2 separate regions of the Arachis hypogaea genome follow, and region 2 is linked to region 1. The links are chromatin contacts, called in public Hi-C maps. All regions are on one chromosome and are shown on one strand. Each heading gives the region's core, a stretch centred on a gene start, on an enhancer-like site or on the middle of the called end of the contact. The rest is flanking DNA. Distances are from core to core; before and after follow the strand shown. Region 1 has its middle 24 kb from the start of LOC112764509. Region 2 holds the start of LOC114925719 (pectin acetylesterase 9-like).

Evidence for each region. A called contact is a pair of places that touch in the nucleus more often than the background predicts.
Region 2: a contact with region 1 is called in a Hi-C map of leaf, with 2.8 times the contacts expected there. The contact joins the promoter of LOC114925719 here to the enhancer-like site in region 1. A contact is called at or near these places in 2 of 8 Hi-C or Micro-C datasets (both in leaf).

The regions. Positions count from the first base shown.
Region 1 is chr17:42,859,732-42,865,395 of arahy.Tifrunner.gnm2.J5K5, reverse strand. No RefSeq gene overlaps it. Among protein-coding and RNA genes, the nearest start is that of LOC112764509, 24 kb to the right of the region's middle. Within about 2 kb of position 3,310, at least 1 of the 3 cell types and tissues checked has open chromatin away from gene starts, as enhancers often do.
Region 2 is chr17:43,013,603-43,019,266 of arahy.Tifrunner.gnm2.J5K5, reverse strand. LOC114925719 (pectin acetylesterase 9-like) reads right to left here and starts at 2,926. Exons shown (of 7, transcript XM_072221835.1): 1 at 2,828-2,926; 2 at 2,566-2,666; 3 at 2,202-2,264; 4 at 1,678-1,753; 5 at 1,474-1,579; 6 at 1,178-1,323; 7 at 74-972. The coding sequence starts at 2,926. The coding sequence ends at 748.

The sequences.
Region 1 (5,664 bases), core at 2,061-4,560:
TATTTTGGTGGTTGAAATGTATATTGAATGATTGATGATGGTAAATGTTGAATAATAATGGTGATGAGATTGTGTGATGATAATGAATTATGAAAATGATGTTGCATAGAGAAGATTATGTATGGTTTGTATCGAAAATGATTGAGAGTAATTTGGTTAGGAGTTATTGATAACGAATAATGATTATGAGTATGGGTTTGTAATGGTTGTGAAAAGAGGTTATGTGTTTTGAGGTTTTGGTAGAAAATGAGGACTAATGTTGCTTTTGAAAAATCTAATTTTGGAACAACTTCAGTAAGCCATAACTCGGCTTCTGGACCCTCAATTTTCATCAAACTTGATTTAAATGAAAATTTAGATCCGTGAAGTTTATGCCGTTTGAAGAACGTATGAAAAATATTTTAAAACAAAAGAGTTATGTGAATTTGCAGTTTGGTGCGCGAAAGGTGAATTATGGAACTTTGCTAGTTTTTGGGGGAAAATGGAGAAATGCGTACGCGACTGGCACACGCGACATGGACGGTGGGCACTGCTCATACGTCTCATGTACGCAGAGCAATCCCATGTATGTGGACCCTCGCTTTTCACACCTCTATGTACGCGAGACACACGCACGCGCCGCAGGATTTCATTTCAGGTTCGCACATCCGCGTATGCGGGCAAGTGACACGTACGCGGGATGGAAGATTTTCAAGGCCGCGTACGCGAGCCCCCTTTTTTGCAGCACAAGTGAGTTTTTTTTTTTAGGTTTTACCAATTCTCTAGCTTCCAACCTCTTTTACCTATCCTTTTTGGTCCGATACCTAGCTCTTGAGTTTAAGAAGGATAGTAGACCCATAGAGGAAGTAGAGAAAAAAAGAACTTGAGTTAGGAAGTTGTAAATGTATATGAGGTGAATAACAGTTAAGTTGATATTGAATGAGCTGAGAAAGTATAGAAGGCTGAGTCTGAGATGTTTGAGGCTGAAATGATGCCGATTAATTGAAATGATGAATTATTATTGAAATATGATTGATGATTAAATGATTATGATTAATTTAGAAAGTGTGAAAATTTTTATAATTGACGAATATTGGCCATAAAGATATTGAATGAATGAATATGATAATTGAGGCCTGATTGAGATTGTTGATGTTGAGTATGTTTAAGTTTTTTCTCTATTTGTAAAGTGTGTCGGGTACTATATCCCATGAGTGTGTCAGGTACTATATCCTAAGAACGTGGCGGGTGCTATATCCCAAGAGTGTGTGAGCACTTTACCCTGGGAAATGTATCGGGCACTATATCCCAAGAGTGTGGTGGGAACTATATCCCAAGAGTGTGGCGGACGCTATATCCCAAGAGTGTGGGAACACTTTATCCTGGGAAATACGGCAGGCACTATATCCTATGAGTATGGCAGGTACTATATTCCAAGACTGTAACAGGCACTATATCCCAAGAGTGTGGAGCAAGTCAGAGAGACGATATCCGGGTTAGCTACCGAGTGTGTCTGACACGTGAACTCACGGCCAGTAGAAAAGGCATACATCATATGCATTTGTTTGTCTTGTTTGAGTTTGCATTACTTGGTTTGCCTATTTGAATATCTATGCTTACTTGCTATATGATTTTCTTGCTGTAACTGCATCCTTTTTGTGATTTCTTTCTCTGCATTGTATGTTTGTGCAACTGAGAGGCCCCTCGTTTGGCAGAGGAGTAACAAGAGCAGTTCCACCAGAGTTTTGGGGGATTGAAAGAAGACGAGATGCTAAGGGAATAAGTTAGAATTAAGTTAGAATTGAGTTAGGGTTAAGAGCCTTAGACAAACTACCCTGTTTATGGTTTCCAGTTTTAAATCTGAGTATCAAAGTTCTAGAATCGCCTCTGGCTTTCTTGGGACCTTATATATTATCTATGTGGGCACCTTTACCATGCTGATAACCTCTAGTTCTCATTCCATACGTGTTGTTATTTTTCAGATGCAGGTTGAGAGGCACCTCTTTGAGCTTTCTAAAGACTCTTTGGAAGTGAAGAACTATTTTGGATTTTAGGGTTTGTATTTTGCTGATGTATATATGTATATAGATTATCCGCTATGTATATTTTGCATTTTGTCCCTCCTAGAGGTTGACTTGGAGAAACAGGTTTGTAGCTTGTGTGTTGGGATTACTCTTTGGGGTTACATATATGTATATGTATATGTATACTCTCGTCAGCCTTTGCTTCACAGGTCGAGCCAAGAGCTTGTTAATTGTATCTTTGAAACTCTAATCTTATATATATGTATTATCCTTTTCCGTTTGACCTTATCTACCTTTATGCATTGATCCGATCGTGAGTGATGCGATTTCTGTTTCGTTTTTTATTACCTTATCTTTCAAGGCTCCTAGTTACAATTTCCTTCGGTTATATTATATTATGTATTTTTACTTTTAGAGGTCGTAGCGCCTCGCCACCTCTGATTTACGTCCTAGATGTAAAGCTCTGTATAGTAGGGTGTTACAATAATGCATCCAAAAAATTTGGCCTATAATCCTCTTAGTTCAAATGAAGCTTCTCATCCTCTTGATTCCAATGATAGTCAACCACAAGCTTATTCTAATATTTGGGAAAAAACAAACTTGTATTTAGGTTGCTGTTCTTTTTTGGTTTTAGCTATTTTAATTGTTGTGATCCTGATTTAAGTTCATGTTATTGATATTATTAATTTGGTAATTTGATAAATTATTCTTGAGGTGTTGTTTTTTGACCCTGTGATTATTACGTTGTTGTATTTTTGTCTAATTGTTTATTTGAACAATTATTCTGATCTAAGTTCATGTTCTTGATCTTGTTAATTTAGTAATTTGATAAATTATTGTTGAGATGCTATGTGATTGTTAGGTTGTTATATTTTTGCCTAATTATTAATTTGAATAATTATTTTGATTTGAGTTCATGTTCTCGAATTTGTTAATTTGATAAATTACTGTTATTGCAGTGCTATTTTTGATCTTGTGATTGTGATATTTAATTATTGAGTTTGTATTTACATGAGATTATAATATTACGGATGATGTAATATTTTTATTTAGATGACATTTTAAAGTTTATATTAGATTATAATTATATTTTAGTGTATTTATTTATTATTTTATTATAAAATAGTTATTCTAACTAAACTATAATTAAATTGATTGAATCAATAAACTAATGAATCAATAGCTAAAGAGGTTCAATGACCAATTCAATTTTTTTTCGAACTTGTAACTTAATAGAACATATCAAAGGCAGAGAGTAAGTAACCAGCAATAAAGCATGCCTATTAAATGGGCGAGGCCCAACAGTCTTTTTAAAAACCCAAGACCCAAAAAATAAAAAATAAACAAACGGATACCCATGAACCATTGCACTAAAATACGATCACATCTAAATTGAGATGAACTCCACGACCAAAAAAAATGAGATAAACTAAATTTGTGAGATTCAATTTGTTGATGGATTAATTTAGTTTTTTTTTATTTTATTTTATTTGTGGACTTGGGATTAATTTAGTCTATTGAGGAACCAAATTGAGTCTCACTAACTCACTTTTTAGTGTGTCGTATCAGCTAGCCATTTTGTTAATTGAATTAGTGACTAAGGGACCAATGTGGTTTAGAGTTATAAAACTTATTAATCAAATTGCATTGAACATTTTTAAAAGAGTAAATATTTAAATTCATACTCAAAAAATTCAGATCGGGTATTTTAATCCTCGGCAAATTTTTATTCTCAAAAAATCTTTAAAAATTATTCTCGTAAGACAAATTAGTTTCTTTGTCACTTTCAATTAATTTTTTAATGTACATATTGGATAAAAAAAAATTTTCAAAAAATTTATTATAAAACAATTAAATTTTCAAAAAATACCACTCTAAGACAAATTATTTGCTCTTCAAAACGGCAGAAAAAAACCAATCTATTCAATAAAATTAATTTTCAAAAATTTTTAAAAAATAAAAATTTGTCTGGGATTGAATGTTTATTTTTTAAAAAAATTTTGGAACATTGAGTCTTATTCCATATTAGGAATACACTTTACTTTCTTAAGTATATCCTAGCTCGATTAAGAACCTTATCTCCACCGGTAGTTGTAGTATGTGGTTAAGCTATTTGTAACTTTGTATTTCTGCACCATCCTAGTTCTACCATATTTGTACATGATATATGAATTCGACCACAATTTATTAAAAGTATGCTTGCTTTTATATTATATATATATATATATATATATATATATATAAAATTAAAAAGCATGATTTTGTAAGTTTCAAAATCAATTTACCATTTCCATTAAAGTTAAGTATATCTTAATTCTATTAAAATTATCTTTTGTTTCAATTTTAAGCGTAGTACTCTTTCAAAATAATATATACATAAATAAAAAACAAGAAATAAAAGCAGAAAAATAAACTACATTTGGAAATAGTCATATAAAGAGTATTTATTAGAATTAAAAGTTATAAAACTATTTGAATGTAATAAATATAAGAACTTTAACTTTTTTTTTCTCTAATAATTAATAAATTATGATTAAATTATGTAATAAAAAAGTTCACTTCAAATTTAAGTTATTCCATGCATTACTCATACATCTCCAGTTTTTTTAACAATTGATAAAATACAGTGTGATCTATCACATTTGATTCTATGAGTGGGACCAGAAATAAATAAGAGAGAGAGTAATGAATGGTTAGATTGAACACTGTATACCATCCAGTTTTTTTCTCACTGGAGATGATCCACTCCCATCTAATTTGTTGTCACGTCATTAAAACTAGTGTGTTATTGCCCAAATAACTTTTTTATGTAAATAACCACCATAAATCCATAATCACCTTAAATAATACAAAGATTAAAAAAAAAAAAAAAACATTGATATGCCATATAATCTTTTCTACTAATCAACTACGTAAATGTACAAAATGGTGTACAGAATACCTTTTTCTCTAAAGTACACAATTCACTACTTGTGGCCACCAAATTACCAGCTTAACAAAGAAAATTAATAAAGTGAAAGTGATGGAGAATCAAAAGAGAACAGAGTACCGCATGTGATAACTGATAAGTGATGAGATGACTTGCTTCACTTTTGTGTCTACGCTCATATTACCTTTCATAATCTTATTAGGGTTTTTATTCGATTCCTTAGGCACTCACTAAACATGCCAATGGAGACTTTAGGTACAATTTTTGAAGCACGCCACATATCTATCTTACAAAAAATTGAGATAATTAATGACTATAAAAGTTCAGACCAACTACATCTTTCACAAGACCAAACTTCTTGTTCTGTCTTGGAAAGGAAAAGTGATGTGAATCTCAAACACCGTCTAATTCAAACAATATTGCCGGTACAAGGAATATATATATGGTAACCTGCCCATCCATGAAGCCCCACTCTCCATACTTTTTTTTTTCTTTTTGGTAAGTTCCACTCTCCATACTTTAAAACAAAGATAATATTCCTAATCCTAGCTGCTATTGAATCTTCTCATAATGTACCTCAATCTTGTTTCTCACGTTGCACTGTGTTGGTGTATAAAGTATTTTTACTTCTTATATTAAAAGTTTATTACAAATTTATTAAATCTATTATATAAATATGAGAGCTGTATATTAGTTAAACCAATTAGTGGTAGATTTTAGAGTTAGGTAATC
Region 2 (5,664 bases), core at 1,677-4,176, 150 kb before region 1:
CTTTTTTCTAGAATCAATTATATATTTTTGCCAACAATAATTATTATGCATAATATAAATATACTGAAATTAATTATTAAAAAATAAGATATTTTATTAAACTCAAAATATTAATATACAAATTTCTCTTGAAAAATAATAAAGTATAGTACAAATCTAAACAACAAAAAAAATACTACAAGCTTATAACTATGTTACATCAATATAGCAATATAAGTGTTAACAATGATCTACAATTGTACCTTTAAAAGTAGCCTACTAACTTTCGTTTTTAGTAACTAATCTAATTATTTAAAAGTACATGAAGAAAGAAAATCATGAATCATGAATATACTAAAGAATCTAAAACTATAAACTTGCTAACAAAGTGAATTAGTGAATGATCAAAACAGTGTCATAAAATGTTGAGTAAACAGAAGAGCTTCATAGTCACCAATTCATTGAAAAGGTCATGATGTTGTTCACAATGCCAACAACTACAATCAACAAACCTGATTTTCTCAGAGCCAAACGCCTCACTCAATTGCAATTCTCCATCCTTGTTTGATAATTTGTTGAAGGTAGCCGTTGAGAGCTCTTTAGTGCTATTTAATTGCTCACATAGATCGTCAAGCTTCTGCTGCATGCTTGATAGCTGTATACTTGTGTATCTTCTGTACTTGAAAAATGGTCCTTGAACCCTTTCTTAGAGAATAACTTTACTATGAGAGGCAGAAAAGCTGGTGTAAGAGTTGAAAACTTTTGAATTTAATCTTCTATTGGCTTGCAACATTCCAAATTTTTTATTAAATAAATGGACCTCAAGTCTTCGCGATATCCAAAGCAACTAGTGTATAAAATTTTTAAGAAACAGATATTACCACGAGGATATGGTATAAGATTGTGACAAGTTGTGTCACATGGGTATGGATAGTCTATTTCCTTGCTTCTTTTTCTGCTAAAATACCAATCACCAACTGCTTCTGCAATTGTCTGCAAAAGACAGAATTTTAAGTGTTACTGACTTAGAAAATTCACTAGTTGTGAGTGTAAAGATCACTAATACTGTTCAGCCTATTTGCTTTAAACTCTTGTTTGTCCTATAACACTAAACGCATGTTTGGTGCAATTGATTACCACTAGCCTATTATCGTGTTGAACAATGCACAGTATAACAAAGTCTCATAGCAATTAATACCTTGTTTATTCTTGGGGAATCATCTTCAAACCACGTATCTTGTGATTCACTTTGGCAGTGAGCAAAACATGAGTTTATGAACATTCCTCCTCTTCCCAAATAGATTGCGAAAGGTCTCAAAGTTGCAAGCATGTCGAGCCTAAAATCTGAACAAAATGCACTTATTATAGTCAGCAAAACCGGTTTTGAACATGTATGAAGCAAAGTTTGTAGTTCTTTGACAAAATATTGAAAATACTAACACATCGGGGTGATTTCAAAAACTGAATGGTTAATATGACAATTGAAAGAGGAACCTTGAAATATGGCGATTTGGAGTGGTGTGCATGCTGCTGGGTCCAATTTGCACTTGTTCCAATGTCCATGCATATTAGCAGAAGGTGGCACCAATATATGATGGAACTGTTGACATGAGAAGTTTTATTCATCCTACATTCTGCCAATGACATTAACCAAGATATATGCAAATATAGTCTACAAAATATGTCCGGAATTCTTACTTGAAATACATCATAGGCTGAATTCAAGATAAAATAAGGAGTCGATATATATCTCAACACATTGTGGAAAGAAGCACTGCATGGAAACACTTCAAAATGTCAAATTCTTGTGTAGTTTTCCTGAGCTAATGATGCAAGTTAATGGAAAAAAGAATAAACACACCAAGTCTTGAATATAATACTACTGAAGGCACCGTCTACTGATCGAGGAAGAATATATAGAAATGTTCATAAGTTATATAATACTACTTATCATAATCCAATGCATTACTTTGAATAAGGAACAAAAATTAATCCAGAAATCTTATCAAACAATAATAATTCAGCACTAGTATTTTCTCTGGAACTAGTCACATACAATAATATATAATATTCATATACAATATACATCCCCCTTATTTCATTCCCCTACAAATCCCAAAGATCCTCTAATTCTTTAGGCTCGGGAATATATATATATATATATATATATATATATATATATATATAATGTTCAACTAAAAGGTAAAGCACAGATTATATACATATATGTGCATTGGCTTTCACGAAATCTCCTTCTTGGAGTCCATTGGCTTTCACAAAATCTCCTGCAAAATTGAAATTGAAATCGAAAGTTGAAAAACCATTCTCACATAAGATCCTTAATTTAAAACTATATATGCCAAAGGCAAAGCTAGAAAATTCACCAGTGTTCTCAAGCAGGTACATCCTGCTTTTATTGTTTGGCCAGTATCTGATGCTCCAAGAGGAAATAATAATCCAACAAAAGAAAATTTTAGTCCCAATGTCTTATAAAGATCATGACAAAATGCAAAGAAAACTTAAAGAAATTAATAAGATCAAAGTTCACAATTATTTTTTCTTTTAATCAGTGAAATTATAGAATACCTATAGCGCATATTCCAAACTTGAGAAGTTCCAATGTCTTCCATGTCAATAGAAATTCCATCTCTTGCATCCAATTCTGGCAAATGAGTTTTTGCCTCTTTCTGATCAAATTTTTAATATAAAACAAATTACTATTTCAGTCAAATTAAACAGATTAGATTGCTTTTTATTTTTTTCTCAATTACTTGATTAACTAAAGAAGTACTCAAATGTTCTACAAGAGAGAATATTGGGTAAAAGAATTACTTTTGGCAAGAGAAACTAGGAAACCAAAGTTTTCCAGAGATTGACCCGCTGAACTTGCGCCAAATGGCTTCAAATCCTTCAAGTTCTTGAAACAGTGGCAAGTGTTCTCATTCATACTCATATGAACAAGCCGCAGAAGAGGATATAGAAAATACAAACCTTGCCTTCCGAATTCAAAGACTCTAGGCTGCAAAAATTTTGGCCATCAAACATCTTGAACAATGCATAGCTGAAGTATCAAAATCAATCATCAAATCATTGTGAGGGAAGCATAAGATTAATCTGCAAAATGTTTTCTCATGCAGATTTCAACTTGGATAATTTAATAAGAAGTTACCCGGGTTGGTGAACCAACATGCAAATGTTCACTCCCTCAAGCGCTTTGCATCCTAGAGCTCTTAAAAGAAGCTGAGATGATGCACTGTCCAAACTAGAAGTGGGTTCATCCAAGATCAGAAGTGAAGGTTCCATAACCATTTCTAATCCGACATTTACACGCTTCCTTTGGCAGCCAGAGATCCCTTGATTTTCCACCGTTCCAACCAAGGAATTCCTCACAGATCGAAGCCCCAAGAATTCAATAACTCTTTCAAGAACTAGAACTTTTTCTTGTTTTGACAAGTCAGCTGATAACCTTTAACATTAACAAAAAAATTCACTTGAATAAGTACATTTCTAGCACTCAAGAGTAACAACATAGTTCAGTTAGAATGTGCAGCAATATAATGTACCTGCATTGTGCACTAATCCAGAGATTCTCTTCCACTGTCAAGTTTCCATGAACTACATCATCTTGTGTCACAAAGCCAATAATTTTCTTGAAGGAGAGGATTCATTCATTCCTTCCATTTATAAGAATCGAACCGCTCGTGAAGCATCCAAAGGCCTTTCCATTAGATAATATTTGGCTGTTATCTCAAAATCAAAAACAAACACTTAAACACTTCAATTTTAGCTTAAACACTTCAAGCAAACAGAGCAAAAGTAATAATATAGAGAGAGAATCACAGGCTTCTAAATATTGAAACCTAAATCGAAAAATAAATGGAGAAGACCTACCGACAGCGGCGGAGGTGCGGTGTTGTAACAAGAACAATAACAGTGGCTAGAAGACCTTGGCGACGTAAATCTGAGATGAACAAATGATGAAAGCGATGCGGATCTGAGGTGGATCGGATGGAAATGAGGTCCAAGGAGTAGGATGATGGACGGCGACTGTCGGCGATGGCAACGGTTACGGCGGTGGTGATCGGCGATGGAGGAAAGCACGCGAATTAACCCAGTGTCCATACTTCTCTTCCTTTTTCAGTTTCTCTTTCTCTCTCCAGTTTTCAATTTCATTTAGGGATAATAAAAAGAAAGTAATAATAAAGTTTAGTGGCAATAATGATAATGGCCACCGTAATAATTTAAAAAAATTAAAATTATAAATAATAAAAAATAATAATTTTCTGGCAATAGTAATAATGGCCACTATAACATATAGTAATGATGGCAAATATATAATTACCGCAAAAACATAATTTAAATTAAAGAATTAGTGGTCATTATGTTATTGCCACTAAAAGTTTGTCGCTAAAACACATTTTTTTTTTGTAGTGAAACATGATTTCTATGGAGAAACATTCATAATTTATTAGATAAAACAAAAATGACTCGTGCTTTTTGCAAAAGTAAACATATATTTAACCATACAATTAAACAATTCTAAACACAACAAGCTAAGCATTACTCAAAGTATATTTTTACTTTATACCAAATTATCTATGTCATACTTAATTATGTGATTTAATGAAAATACTGCTCATATTAATTTTATATTTATTAATGTCTATATATTTGGATTTATTAGGACAAAAATTCCTTAACCGTAGATTATTTTCTTACTAAAACCTATGACATATTTAAGATATATTCCCTAGACTGCCACAATAATAAGTCGCCATAGTCATAAAAATTTAATGTCTTGGAACTTAGCGTTGTACTTTCGATTAGAATACTCCCTTTGAGTTGGTAAACTTTAGTTTATTTATTACTAGAGTAAAGTATAGTTTTTGTCCCCAACGTTTGGAGTAAGTTCTATTTGTGTCCCTAATGTTTAAATCGTCCTATTTGCGTATCCTTAACGTTTATAGAAGTGATTCAATGTTATCCTACTATCAATTATACTAACAAATCAGATTATATTTTTTCAATTATTCTCACTTGGATGTATTCATTCTCAATTAGGTCTTACTTGGATGTGTTCGATTTTAATATTATACCAACTATTTATGTTTAGATTCAATTATATCCCTAGAAAAGTGAATTATGTAAATGTTGTAGGAATTAGTTTCAACATTTGATGAGGTATTTTTCGGAGTAGATCATCGATTCTATCCCAGACATTTGTATTCTAACTTCAAGAAGAGATTTTTAAAACTCAAACTAAAGCACTCATGATGTGTAATTGACGGCAGGATAATATTGAATCACTTTTACAAACGTTAGAAATACAAATAGGACGATTTAAACGTTAGGAACACAAATAAGATTTACCCTAAACGTTGAGGACAAAAATGAGTTACACTTACTTTTTTTGAAAGGAATATTTATATTAACTAGAAATGTCGATGTTTAGTGGACCAAATTATAAATTTTTACTACTGTAAAACCTGTCCATAGTGCGGTTCAAATATTAATCTAATGTCAAAATTAGCTAATATATATTAATTGATACTAATAATTGTTATTTTTTTTTTAGAAATTTTTAATTTGTTATGCATAAAAAATCATTGTATAGGATAAAATACTATTTCATTTTCTACTTTTGATAGCGCAGATAACCTTTTTTTAAGTCTACTACTATTTCAT